2 separate regions of the Nomascus leucogenys genome follow, and region 1 is linked to region 2. The links are chromatin contacts, called in public Hi-C maps. All regions are on one chromosome and are shown on one strand. Each heading gives the region's core, a stretch centred on a gene start, on an enhancer-like site or on the middle of the called end of the contact. The rest is flanking DNA. Distances are from core to core; before and after follow the strand shown. Region 1 overlaps STAT4 (signal transducer and activator of transcription 4). Region 2 overlaps STAT4 (signal transducer and activator of transcription 4).

Evidence for each region. A called contact is a pair of places that touch in the nucleus more often than the background predicts.
Region 1: a Hi-C map of a lymphoblastoid cell line shows a contact between it and region 2, with 4 times the contacts expected there. The contact joins two enhancer-like sites. A contact is called at or near these places in 2 of 4 Hi-C or Micro-C datasets (a lymphoblastoid cell line and an unstated tissue).

Annotation. Positions count from the first base shown.
Region 1 is chr22a:91,504,410-91,511,018 of Asia_NLE_v1, reverse strand. It overlaps STAT4 (signal transducer and activator of transcription 4), which reads left to right. Exons shown (of 25, transcript XM_030803606.1): 3 at 5,065-5,193; 4 at 6,509-6,609. Among named protein-coding and RNA genes, the nearest start is that of STAT4, 26 kb to the left of the region's middle. Within about 2 kb of position 5,213, the one cell type or tissue checked has an H3K27ac peak away from gene starts, as active enhancers do. A contact at or near this core is called in a lymphoblastoid cell line, where this site is marked.
Region 2 is chr22a:91,402,465-91,409,155 of Asia_NLE_v1, reverse strand. STAT4 (signal transducer and activator of transcription 4) reads left to right here. Exons shown (of 25, transcript XM_030803606.1): 15 at 433-477. Among named protein-coding and RNA genes, the nearest start is that of STAT1, 38 kb to the right of the region's middle. Within about 2 kb of position 4,780, the one cell type or tissue checked has an H3K27ac peak away from gene starts, as active enhancers do. A contact at or near this core is called in a lymphoblastoid cell line, where this site is marked.

The sequences.
Region 1 (6,609 bases), core at 3,964-6,463, 100 kb before region 2:
TCATCCAGAACACTAATACACAAACATTCCTTGGGTTTGTCAACAATTTTTAAGGGAATAGCAGTATCTTGAGAACAAAAGGTTTAAAAACTGCTGTGGAAGCCCCAAGGTAAGGCCCTGAAAAGGAGGAAGAGAACAAACTCTCTGTTTTGTACAGCAGGCACTCAACAATTGAATATGATAATGATAAGGACATGTAAAACCAGTGTGACTAGCACTATGAGGCAGGAAGTGAAAAGTGATAAATAAGTGGTCTAGATGTGCACTGTCCAACACGGCAGCCACTAGCCACACGTGGCTTGGAATGTGGCTAGTCCTAACTGACATGCCCTGTAAGTGCTAAATACACACCAGACTTCAGAGATTGAGTATGAAATAAGGAATTCAAAGTATCTTATTAATAATTTTTTATACTGATTATATGCCAAAATGTTAAGATTCTTGTATATATTGGGTTATTTACAATATTAAAATTAATTTCACCTGTGCTTTTTTCCTTTTTAATGTGGCTATGAGACAATTTGCAATTACATATGTGGCTTGCATTTTATTTCTCTTGGAGAGCACTGGTTTGGACAGGAAGTATGACAAGAATTTGGAGCAGGGAAACATTGCTGTGGGTTCAGGTCATCGGGAAGTCTTCACTGAGAACTGTAGGATTTCACTAAGTAGGTAGGCTCAGGGAGGAATATCCAGTTGAAGAAAGCATCGGTAGTGAAATATGAGGTTAATCTGGGCAGCCGAGGTGACTGTTTTGGGTCACATCATGGGCTCTTATAGGGGAGAAAAGTTTCCTGGATAGGTTGGGACCAAACTGCACAGAACTTAAAGTGCCAAGAATTTGGATTTTTTTCTTATGGGCAGTGACAGCTTCTCCAGAAGAAAATCAGACTTTGCTTAGTAGCTTATGGAATAGCCTGAAATTGGCACTTTCTCATGTAGGGTCAGAGCAGCATAAGCTCCTGGAAACTGCCCACTGAACAAGCAAGCAGTGGGGACCAGGCCTACCTAACCAGGAAATTTACAGTGATATGGAAAGTGTGACTTTGGATTGATTGACCTATTTGGGGGTGGGTGGTAAGTTTAAGCACATGATAATAATGTCACCTGGGAGAGAAGAATCCAGAGAGTGTACCTGTGTGATATTCATCAGGGGAGAGGGAGGCAGGCCTCTCACCTTGGCATATTGCTCTAAGCATGTGTATAATCAAATTGAGTGACACTTTCTACCTTTTTTTTCAGTCTGTCTGCCTTTATTTTTGTCTTTGTTTTACTATTTTTACTTTTTTAAACATTTTTATTGATTTTTTAATATATGGTGGGGTTTTACTGTGTTGCCTGGGCTGGTCTCAAACTCCTGGGCTCAAGCAGTCCTTCCACTTCAGCCTACCAAAGTGCTGGGATTACAGGTGTGAGCCACCACGCCTGGACTTGTCTTTATTGAACCCCTACTGTGAATCAAGGGATTAAGAGCTAACTACAAGGAGATGAAATGAAAAGACCACTGAGGTGGGAAGGGAAACACCTGGGCTATTATCGGGCTCCGTGGCTAACTTATTGAGTCGTCTTGGTCACCTCACTGGGTCTCTTCAGATATGAAAGAGGATTTAGCATTAGATGGGACTAAGACTTCCTCCAACCCTGTGATTCTAGAACAGGCTGATGTCACAAAGGGAGAAGAACGCACCGTAGCAACCAGGGGCAAGGCTACTCAAGGAGAGTAGGAGGAGGCTGGGCCAGGAAGGGCAGGCACTGGTGGCCTACCCAGGAGTTGGCCCAAACCTCTGGGTCAGGTCACCCTCCTCGGAGTGAGCGGACCCCGCTGGAATTGGAGCCCAGTAAGGTCTATGAGTTTGGTGTTTTGATCCTGGCTACCCATCCCTTCTATCCCAGGGGTGGCTCATCAGGCTGAGTGGAGCCTTATACTAGGGAGAGAGGAAGCTGAAGAACTGAGCTCCAGGTAAGTAACTTTGCAGCGGATCTCGGATTGTCTAAGGAAACCACTGAAGAAAATGTATACCCCACCCCTCCACTTTACCCTGGCACTCCTGAGCCACCTGCAGTTGCAAGAGCGGCTGGGAGGGATAAGAGGGAAGAGGACGCCCGGTGAAGGGGCTCCAGCCTGGCAGTTTCTGCGTGTTAGCATTTCTAGAATAAAGAGTGGGTGGGAACTGACCCAAGTAAAGTCCCAGAGACTCGAACACTGACGCACAGGAAAGCCTCAAGTGGGAGGAGAAATGCAAATCCCCTACTGACGATGGCGTCAGCGGCTTTCTCCTAGGGACTGTGAGGGGCGCTTCTGACTTTGGACTTGAGCACCGCCTGGGACCTGTGCTGAGAGAGCGCTAGGTAAGTGGCCAGACCACACCTTCTGGCTGCCTCTTGCGAGGAGGACACGCTTATTATGCAGGGTGCTCTGAAGCTTTGCTTTCGCTTGGCGTTTTGACAATTGCTTCATTTTAACCTGCCTGAAGAGGGTTATTATAGAAGGAAGCGCCCGACTCCACGACCCACAGATGCGCCCTGGCACTGGCTCTCCGCGAAAACCGCTCCGCAGGCCAGCGCCACGGTGCCCGGGCGAATCTCCCAGCGGGGGCCAGGGGAGCTGCGGCGGCTGCGGAGGTGTGTCCTCGCGGAGGCTGAAAGTGAGCCCCTCTTCACTTTCTTAAGCCAGCTTCTCTAGAGCTGTGATGTCTGACTTTAGATTAGCGTACCTGGATTTCAGAAAAAAGCTTGCATCTACGGCAGCCGGTGACTGTGGCTTTGATGGGCGCGAGTGACATTTTAGGGCAGGTCATCTCCTTTTGCAAGCTACAGGCCACAGACCCAAAGCGGCACCACCAGCTCACAGACAGTGGGACAAAATGCCCCTTTAGTGGGATCTTCTAGGGACTGCACGCAAAAAGAACAGACAGGCACTCAGTTTTCAGAAGCAAGGTAACAGTTTTCATGAGAAAGAAATATCCCCTAGAGAGTGAAAGCAAAGAAATCTGCTGGAGGATGTCTAAAGGCGTTCCCAGAGGCTGCAGTAGAAAATGTCCTAGGACTATGTATTCCTTCTTCTTCCTTTTTTCAGCTTTGAATTCAGCTCTCCGAAAGACTCAGATCTTAGTAGTGATTTTTTCCGTGTTTATTTTTATTTTTTAAATTTTCCTTTTATTTTCTTTGACACACAATTGTAAATATTTATGGAATATAGAGTGATATTTCAATAAATATGAACAATGTGTTATGATCAAAGGATATTCAGCATATCCATCACCTCAAACATTTATCATTACTTTGTGTTGTGAATGTTCAAAATCCCCTTAGCTTTTTGAAAATATACACTAAGTTATTGTTAACCATATTCATCCTAGTGTTACAGCACTAGAACTTATTCCTCCCATCTACCTGTAAGTTTTAGTTAGAAAACAGATTTTCGTCCAAATCGTAGCAGGGGTTTAACAATAGTATGATGAAAAATTGTAATGCTATTTTCAACTCATGTTCTCTGTTGTCATTAACTAAAATAGATTGATAGATATTTTATGTTGATAGTAGCATGAGAACAAATGTTCCAATTTTGTGTGGAATATATACACACCCAATATCTGGAAAGACAAATGGTTCAGGCTCAGAAAACCTCAGGTTGCCCCTTAGAAGCCTCATACATTAGGCAGGCGTCATTTCGCCTATTTGATCTTCAAGTTTTTCCTTTTTAAAGTTGACATACTACTTATATCCACCTACCCTATTCATAGCAATGTCAGGAGTGCCACTCATTCTTCATTTAACAAGCATTGATTGAGCGTTTACAATATGCCTAGAATTGTAAAGTGTAAAGGTTTTCATAAATATAAAATGATATGCAAATAAAACATTACTTCTTTTCCCGCTTGCTTTCTCTTTAGCAAAACATTGGCAACATGTTTTTCTATAAATTTTAAGTCATTTACCAGGAGCTCAGGGAAAAGGTGCTCAAAATGATTCTATTTGAAACCTGAATAATATGTATATGAAATATATGAAATTACCCTGGTGTTGTATAGGCAAAAGGAAACCTTAGCCTATCTATGAGATATGTTGAAATGTTATGGTGATTAATCATGTAAAAGGGGGTTTGGTGTTTTTACTTGACTTAGAATTGCTGAGAAAACAACCAAAAATTTGACTTTCAAAAACATAAAATGCTGTAATTTCAAGGAGGCAGTGTCATACTAATTTCTCTGAGTTAGGAAATATGTCTACACCTTCAATTAAATTGGCCAGAGTAGGGTTACAAGGGGGAAATGCGTACTTTTGTTTTATGACAGGCTGCCAAATAGGTATCAAGTGTGGTTTCTTACTCCTTAAGTAACTTGAGGGTTTAACCACTATCAGATGTTTCTCAGAGACAAAAAGACTACATCCTTTAAGAGCTTTGCCCACCTATAGTGGATCCTCACAGAGAGAAACAAAACACATTCACTGGTTCAGAAATATTTTTAATTTAAAAAACTGGAGCCTACGAAAATGCATACATAAAATTCTTCATGAAGCTAAGACAAAATCGGACTAGAAGTCAGGAACATAAAGCTGACTCTAGAAGCCAGACAAATCTGAAATAAAGAAGAAAGAAATTTGGCAATTTCATATAAAAGAAGCTTCTTGGGGGGTTGTTCCTCAAATATAAAGTCTTAGAGGGTTTCAGGAGGTATAGTAAATGTCAAATATGTTTGCCTTCAAGTTGCTCCAAGTGTTGAGGGGACAAGAGATAGGGAAAGAGCTTGTTGATAATAGAAATCCACGTAGGCAGCTGTGGGCAGGATGTGGGGTGTTTGGGGGAGTGGGAGTGAAAGCTTTCTGGAGCAGGTGGAACAGGAGTTCATTTTAGAGCAAGGAAGGCTGTAGTTTAGGGACACAGAAAGAAGGCTGCTCCCTTCATTAGGGTTGAATTATGAAAAAAAACCATACTGAAATTTTTGTATCCTTGGATATATTGGAATTCAGTCACAACATTGACTAATTCTAAGGAAAGAAGAAAATATGTACTAGGGCTATGAACAATATTTTAAAACTCTAATTGTACCCCTTCTTTTATAGCATGTCTCAGTGGAATCAAGTCCAACAGTTAGAAATCAAGTTTTTGGAGCAGGTGGATCAATTCTATGATGACAACTTTCCCATGGAAATTCGGCATCTGTTGGCCCAGTGGATTGAAAATCAAGACTGGTAGGATCAAACATATTTTCCCTAGAAGTTGATGCACAAATGTCTGATGCTCTATCCATGTGAATTTATTTTATGGTCCACTTTTGACTCAGTAGATGCATTCTTTTCAGGTAAAGAACTTTCTCAAGGATTTGAAAAGCCTTCCCAAAGAAGGGGAATAATTGTCATTTCTGGTTCCATTCATTGTAAATGAAAACTTAATGATTCTAGTGCTTCTTTTCTCTGTAAACAAAAACCCAAATAATTTTTCATGTATTAAAAAAGAAACAAATCAATTGATTGTCAGTTCTTTATCACAGACTCAATGTAAATCAGTATTTTTTTCTCAGTAAGATTTATACTCTTCAAAGCTCTATTCATCTTATACCATTTAATTTTTTTGGCCATCTTTTTTATTGTGGTAAAATACACATAACATAAAATTTACCATTGTTTTTGGTGTACTGTTCAGTGGCATTACATATATTCACATTATTATGCAACCATCACCACTATCCATCTGCAGAACTTTTTCATCTTTCCAAACTGAAACTCTGTACTCTTTAAACAGTAACTCCCTAGTCCTCCACCCCCAACCCCTGGCAATCACCATTCTATTTTCTGTCTCTGTGAATTTGACTACTCTAGGTACTTTAGATAATTGGAATCGCACAATATTTGTCCTTTTGTAACTGACTTATTTTGCTTAGTGTAATGTTTTCAAAATTCATTCATGTTTAACAGCTATCGTATCAGAATATTCTTCCTTTTTGAAGCTCAATAATATTCCATTGTTTGTATATATCACATTTTGTTTTATAAATGTATCTGTCAATGGACATTTGGGTTGTTTAAACATTTTGGCTATTGTTAATAACTCTGCTAGGAACATTGGTATGCAAATATCTGTTTGAGTCCCTGCTTTTAATTCTTTTGGGTATATACCCAGATGTGGAATTGCTGGATCATATGGCAATTTTATGTTTAATATTTTGGGTAACTGTCATATAGTTTTCCACAGTGATTGACCATTTTTCCTTCCCACCAGCATTGCACAATTTCTCTGTATCCTCACCAACACTCATTTTCTGTTTTTTCTTTTCCTTTTTATAATAGCCACCCTAATGGGTATGAAGTGGTATCTTACTCTGATTTTACTTGAAATTCCTTAATGATTAGTGATGTTGAGCATCTCTTCATGTTTACAATTTAGTTTTTTAAAACTTTTAAAGGCTTATCACCGTGTAATAGGTTTATTGTTTTAAAGTTAATATGGTAAAAAAGTAGACATTTTACCAAGTTGTTTTCTGTTGTGTAATAATCCTTTTTTTTTTAGGGAGGCAGCTTCTAACAATGAAACCATGGCAACGATTCTTCTTCAAAACTTGTTAATACAACTGGATGAACAGTTAGGTCGTGTTTCCAAAGAGAAAAACC
Region 2 (6,691 bases), core at 3,531-6,030:
AGCTTACTATGCTATATGGTACACACTGCCCTATAGTTTATTTTTCCAGTCTTCTCCGTTAGACTTGGTTTCTCAGGGATTGGGAATCATCACCTACAGCTTGGGTAAAATGATGCTTTCCGGGTGCAAAGGAGTGCTGTATAGATTCTGAAAGTTCCCAGCGTGATTTCCTTTTTCAAAAATGTTGGCTGAAAGCTAAAGTCTTAGTGATATGCCAACTCAAGTTTCTAAAGTAGCATCCCATGGGGTGAGACAGGGAGCTCCTCTCTGTCAAATCTGGGCAGTTGTGTCAGGTTTCAATGAGTTTGAAAATATGTTGCTGTTCTAGAAGTCAAAACTGTGGCCAAGAAAATGACTGCAACAGGTACGACCAAATTAATATGTAGCTGATAATGCTTTTCCATCTAAATATTGTTGTTTTCTTTTACAAAGCAACCAAAGGAAATGAAGTCCAGTGCTGGAGGTAAAGGAAATGAGGTAGGAAATGTTTTCTCCTATAGAATTTTTCTGGAAACAGATCTTATAATATCTTATTTTTACAAAGCTTTAAAACTGCTTGACTTCATATAAAATCAAATTCATGTTTTTCTGATTATAGATGTAAAGCTTGATAATTGCAGACAATATGAGGAAGTGTTTTAAAAAGAGAAAATAAAAATAACATATAATAACACCATCCAAAGAAAATAACTGTTAACATCTTGGTATACATCATTCCAGTCTTTTATTTATATATATATTACTTTAAAAACATATGATACTCATTGCTTCATAGCCTGCTTTTTTTCACATAGCAATGTATCTTTTTTTTCTTTTTTTTTTTTTTGAGAAGGGTCTCACTCTGTTCAGCCCAGGCTGGAGTGCAGTGGTGAGATCTTGGTTCACTGCAGCTTTCGCCTGCCAGGCTCAAGTGAACCTCCCACCTCAGCCTTGCAAGTAGCTGGGACTATAGGTGTGTGCCACCATATCTGGCTAGTTTTTGTGTTTTTTGTAGAGACAGAGTCCCACCATGTTTGCCAGGCTGGTCTTGAACCCCTTGGCTCAAGTGATCCACCCACCTTGTCTCCCAAAGTGCTGGGATTATAGGCGTGAGCCACCGTGCCCGGCCTGGAGAACAGTTTTCTATAATTTTAAATACTCTTGGAGAACATGATTTACATTGCTTGCATTACATTACATTTTATAGGTGTGCCATAGTTTCTTTAGTCAGTCCATTATCAAGAAATATCTTTGTCATTCTTCATTTTTGTTCACTCATTTTCTCACATATATGAAGTCAGGCTGAAAAATTATGATATGTGGGGCAAGAAACAACCCTATTATTTTGAGATATCAATTACCTCGCTCTCTAAGGTTTGCATTTCACTAGACAAATTGCATGAAAGAACAAATTGATGCAGTCTGAATACTCCGTTGAGTTAGTTGATGATAGAGCAGTCAAATCATGAACTGAACATGACCTTGGAGAACATCTATTGAGTTGACCTCGAAACTAAGGCATAAGTCAATGACCTATATATTTGGAACTAGAAAACCTGGATTTGAGTACATGCTCTGCCAGGGCCCGAAAATGTGATGTTTGGCAAATGAACTGATGAAGAAATATTGCATTTTTTTCCTCTAAGAGATCAGGATAGTCATGCTCAACAGCCCCTGCTCAGAGGTGCTGCAGGTGTAAAACCACCTACGTGATGCAATTTTGAAGCAGTGAGGTTTATTTCTGGGGTGGTTCATATGGATCCAAACTCTTGGCTTTATAGTCACAGCTCCTGTGAAAAAGATCTTTGAATTGTTTGGAGGCAAAGCACTTTATAAATCCAGCATCCAATGACATCTAATTTATCACACCTCACAAAACCATAAAGATCCATCACAAAAGATTTAATGCCCTACCATTTTGCCCTCCAAGAATTCTTCATTCCCTTAATTGTGTCCTAAAGATCATTTGCCAAACATCATAGCCTCACCGAAGACGAGCTCAGTCTTCCAGGGTAGAATTGCTGCTCAGGGCAGAGCTCCCTAAGCAGGTCTCTGCAGTCAAAGAAATCACAGGAGCAGAGTTTTTGGGTTTAAGGAGATTCTGGTAAAACAAATGAGTGAAAGATATTCTTCCCCGCTTATAGAAACCCATAAAGGTTTTCTAAACTTCCTAGTTAAACATTGGCACATTTTAAATAAAAGCTCATTTCACACATCTCCTTGGAATTCTGGCCAGAGTTGCAACATTTCATTCAGTTTGACATCCGAGTATTATTTATGAATCTGAACAGACTAAGCATCATTATCCTGAACTTTTCTTAAGTAAAGCAAATCAAATAAATCCAAATAGCTCAACTCTTGTAGTATATTGTCATCTTTATGAATGTAAAATGAAAATCTTCACTTGAATTTCCCTAGAGACAGAAATCTAGGTAAATCATCTTCCACTGTAGAAAAACCAACCACTGTCTTATTAACACTGTCTACTTATATTTCCTTCAATGTATTTCCTCTTATTTTCTGATGATTAGCAAAATCATACAGTCATGTCAGAATGATTTTATTCCTTCCCTTTTTTCCCAGGTTTGCCGAATCAGGTTAATTTTATTTTAAGCTATTCTTTGAGCTCCATCTGTTGGCAGAATTTTAGTATGACTCCTAGGTACATTTAAAAACAAACCACAGATTGAACCGTATGTTGTGTGCAGCAGTAACAGTTGACTAGTCACGAAACACATGAAGGAAGATAAGCCGGGAATCAGGGGCTTGGCCATTCATTAGGGATGATCACACTAAGGTTAGGAAAGAGTGAGGAAAGAACGGACAATAAAGTGAAGTTCATAAAGTCATGAGGCCAGGGATTGTGGTCACAAATTGCAGGAAAACAGGAAGCTAAGATATCGCAACCTCATTTTCAAGTTTCAAAAAGTTCCTATTGCTTATCTGTGAGCACCTGTAGCCTGCTAAGAATGTCTTCAACAATCCTCATGTGGCTTTTACTATATACTGGACACTAACAGCTTCACTAATACTGATTTCTGTAACTCTTGCAACAAGACTGTGAAGTAGGTACTATTAGCTTCATACTTATTTCAGTTATGGAAACTGAGGCACAGAGTGGTCACACAGCTTACTCAAGATTGAGGGGGCAGTTGATGGCAGGGCCAAGATAAAACCGTGGCAGTCTGCTCCCGGCCCCTCTCCTATGCTGCCTCTGGGTCGCAGAACCTTCCCTGGGAGAGGCGAGCTGGTTGGCACTCCTCCTGCCCCATCACCTCACCCCATCTATCTCACAGAGTGTCTGCACCTCGCCCACCTGCTCAGAAATCATGACTGTCTCACACCATAATTTAAAATACTGCTTCCTCGGAAAATGTTGTTGACCTCTCTTGTCTACTCTGTCTCCTTTTGCACTTGTGTCGTGCCTCAGTGGGATAGTGGAGTTAGCCGTGTTGGTTTCTGCCTCTTCGGGCAATCTGAGCTTGCACAAGCCACTTAACCTCTCTAACTCCCAATTTCCTTATCTACAAAATGGTGCTAATGTTAATCTACACTTCTAAGGGTTGTTATGAGAACTGAATGAGCTGTGTGTGAGTCAGTGGTGGTGGGCTGTGTAGATGTTGGTGACGGCATTTACAGATCAGCCTCCTCTGGAGGGAACAGGTATCTATACAGATGGGAAAACTGGGCTCTAAAACATGGTACCTAACTTCAGACAACTGCTGATCTTTCTCCTTCTCTGCTCACCTGCCAAGTGCTCTGCTGGAGATGTGGTCCCTTTCAGGGGACCCTGGGCACTTCCCTCTTCCAGCTCCAGGTCCCTGAAACCTCAGGTCACCATTTGTGTATGCCCCTTTATGGGATTTCATGTCTGGGATTCCTGCTACCACTCCAATGCTCTTTACCTCCATCACACACACACACACACACACACACACACACACACACACACAAACACACACACAATTTTGGGTCCCTCCATTCTACTTTTGTGGTTGTAAGAGTTCGTATCAGATAGTTATTAAATGATTGACAATGGACAAAGATGTCATAAATGATAGTTTCCCTAAGTTGCCATTCCAGACCTCCCTAGAATTGCAGCACCCTGTGACTGTTTGAGATTACCCAAGAAGAGCTGAGCTGTCAGGACCTACAGGGGCTATTGACTTTAGGATTGGGTGAAAGGAGGAAGTTGCACAAGACCCATTCTCTTCCCAGAAAACCCAGAGATGCCAAAGAGGTACCTCAGGAACCCCATTTGCCTTGGGGGTTGGGGAAATGTGGAGCTCTGGCTCCCTCATGACTGTTTCTATCAAGGAAGCTTTATTTTACGTATTTACAGATGGAAACTCTGGTGGAAAGTTTACTTTCAAGAATATGTACCAAGGTCAAAAAAAAAAAACCATTTAGATTCATTGGACTAGACAATCTCTGAAGTTTCTCTGACTAAGATTCTTTAATCCTCAGAAGTGCAACATAGGGTAGGAGCTTTAGATTTTTTAAAATGAATTTAATTTTAAGAATTTGCTTTGGAATTTCACAACATTCCTTGAGGAATCTGTAGACACGCTATCATAAAATCAACTTTAGCAAGCACTGCCTTTCTCTCCCCTCTATTCTCTCCTGGGAAGAGTCAATGTGAATAAACGATTTCATCACCTAGAAAGTGGCCAGACTTTGAGACCATCAGTCTGTCCCTGTAAAATAAACATTCCCAGGAAGCAACCTTTCCCTGGAGGTCCTTATCTAGCAGGGAGCCAGCTAGAGAGTGATTATTGAAATGTGAAAACTGTTTGAATAGAGAAGCTGGAATTGCAGTCTCTCCAGTTTGCTCTTTGTCAGTGGGCTTTAACTGATAAATGACAGTTTCAGCCACAGACTGAGGTGTTAGGTAATTTTGTTTATGTGGTGGAAAATCATGAAGCACAATGAAGCTATTAGTAAAGCCTGGGTGACTTGAGTTTCATTTAACAAAATAGCCAAACAGATGTTCTTTCAAGGTTCAATGTTCTCAAACACAGACACGCTACTCACACCCCAGCTAGCCCAAGCGTTTGCACAGCAAGTTGATTTCTCGCTGAACTAATTTAAAGAGTTGCAACACTTTTTTGAGGGAGAAATTGTATAAAATTATTACTAAAACCTTAGACTTTGTAGAAGGCAGCACAGGGCTTTATGAGCTAGGCAGTGTTGTCATTTTACATTCCTGTCTTCTGATTCTGTGATTCTGTGATTAAAGGCTATCTCTCATGTGATTGGACCACTGTTTCCCTCTCTTCTTATTGTTTCCCAGGATCTAACCCACTGTCTAGCACATAATAGCTGCTCAATAAATATTCACCAAATGAAAGGGTTATTTTAATTGTTTCTATTCCACATAGTTTTCCATGGGGGACATTACAATAAATTATGGATTGTTAAGAGATGAGCAAGAAATTTGGATGAAAATCACCCTTTATCCCAGTCATATTTTTCTTAGCAGAGGTTTCTGTCAAGTTAAAAGCTATTACCATTTGTTGGCCAGGCGTGGTGGCTGATGCCTGTAATCCCAGCACTTTGGGAGGCCGAGGCTGGTGGATCACGAGGTCAGGAGAGTGAGACCATCCTGGCTAACACAGTGAAACCCTGTCTCTACTAAAAAATACAAAAAATTAGCCAGGCATGGTGGCGGGCGCCTGTAGTCCCAGCTACCGGGGTGGCTGAGGCAGGAGAATGGCGTGAACCTGAGAGGCAGAGCTTGCAGTGAGCTGAAATCGCACCACTGCACTCCAGCCTGGGTGACAGAGCAAGACTCCATCTCTCAAAAAAAAAAAAAAAGCTATTACCATTTGTTAATATATTCTAGGTTTCCAAGGTGTATTATTAGACACTGAGCAGAGGAAACAGAGAAGAATATGGTGACATCTAGACCTACCTTTCATCGGATTGTATTTTTTTTTTCCAAGTGGAGCCCTGGTTAAGTTGGTTGTCCAGTTTTCTAGTTTCTTAGCAGATTTTCCAATGGATATTTTTCTTTAGAAGTACAATACAGTCAATCCAGCTATTATATTCAGTGCCACATAATGTGATGTACCATATAATGTAAATATCATTAATATGGATATTTTGTATCTGTTATCATCTTGGATGATTAAGATGGCTTTGATACAAACTTTAATGGTGCATCTTTTTTTTTTTTTTTTTTTTTTTTGAGGTGGAGTTTCTCACTCTTGTTGCCCAGACTGGAGTGCAGCGGCGTGATCTCGGCTCACTGCAACCTCCGCCTCCAGGGTTCAAGCAATTCTCCTGCCTCAGCCTCCTGAGTAGCTGGGACTACAAGCACCCACCACCATGCCCAGCTAATTGCATTTTTTTTTAGTAGAGACGGGGTTTCACCATGTTGGCCAGGCCGGTCTTGAACTCCTGATCTCAGATGATCCACCCACCTCAACCTCCCAAAGTGCTGGGATTACAGGCGTGAGCCACTGCGCCCGGCCCTAGTGGTGCATCTTATCTATGATGTTTTTCCATTCAGTGAGGAATGGAACCTGCAAATGTGAGACTGAATAGTGTTCTAGCTTAGACTACACTGATGAAATAAGGAAGACTATGATGCTCATGCAAGCTGTGAAAATTAATAATGCTTTATTTGGTCAGAGCGTCTTTCCTCCAGTCTTGTGTACAGTATGTCAGCTTCCTTGCTGGATTTTGTTCTAAGTGTGCCTCACAATTG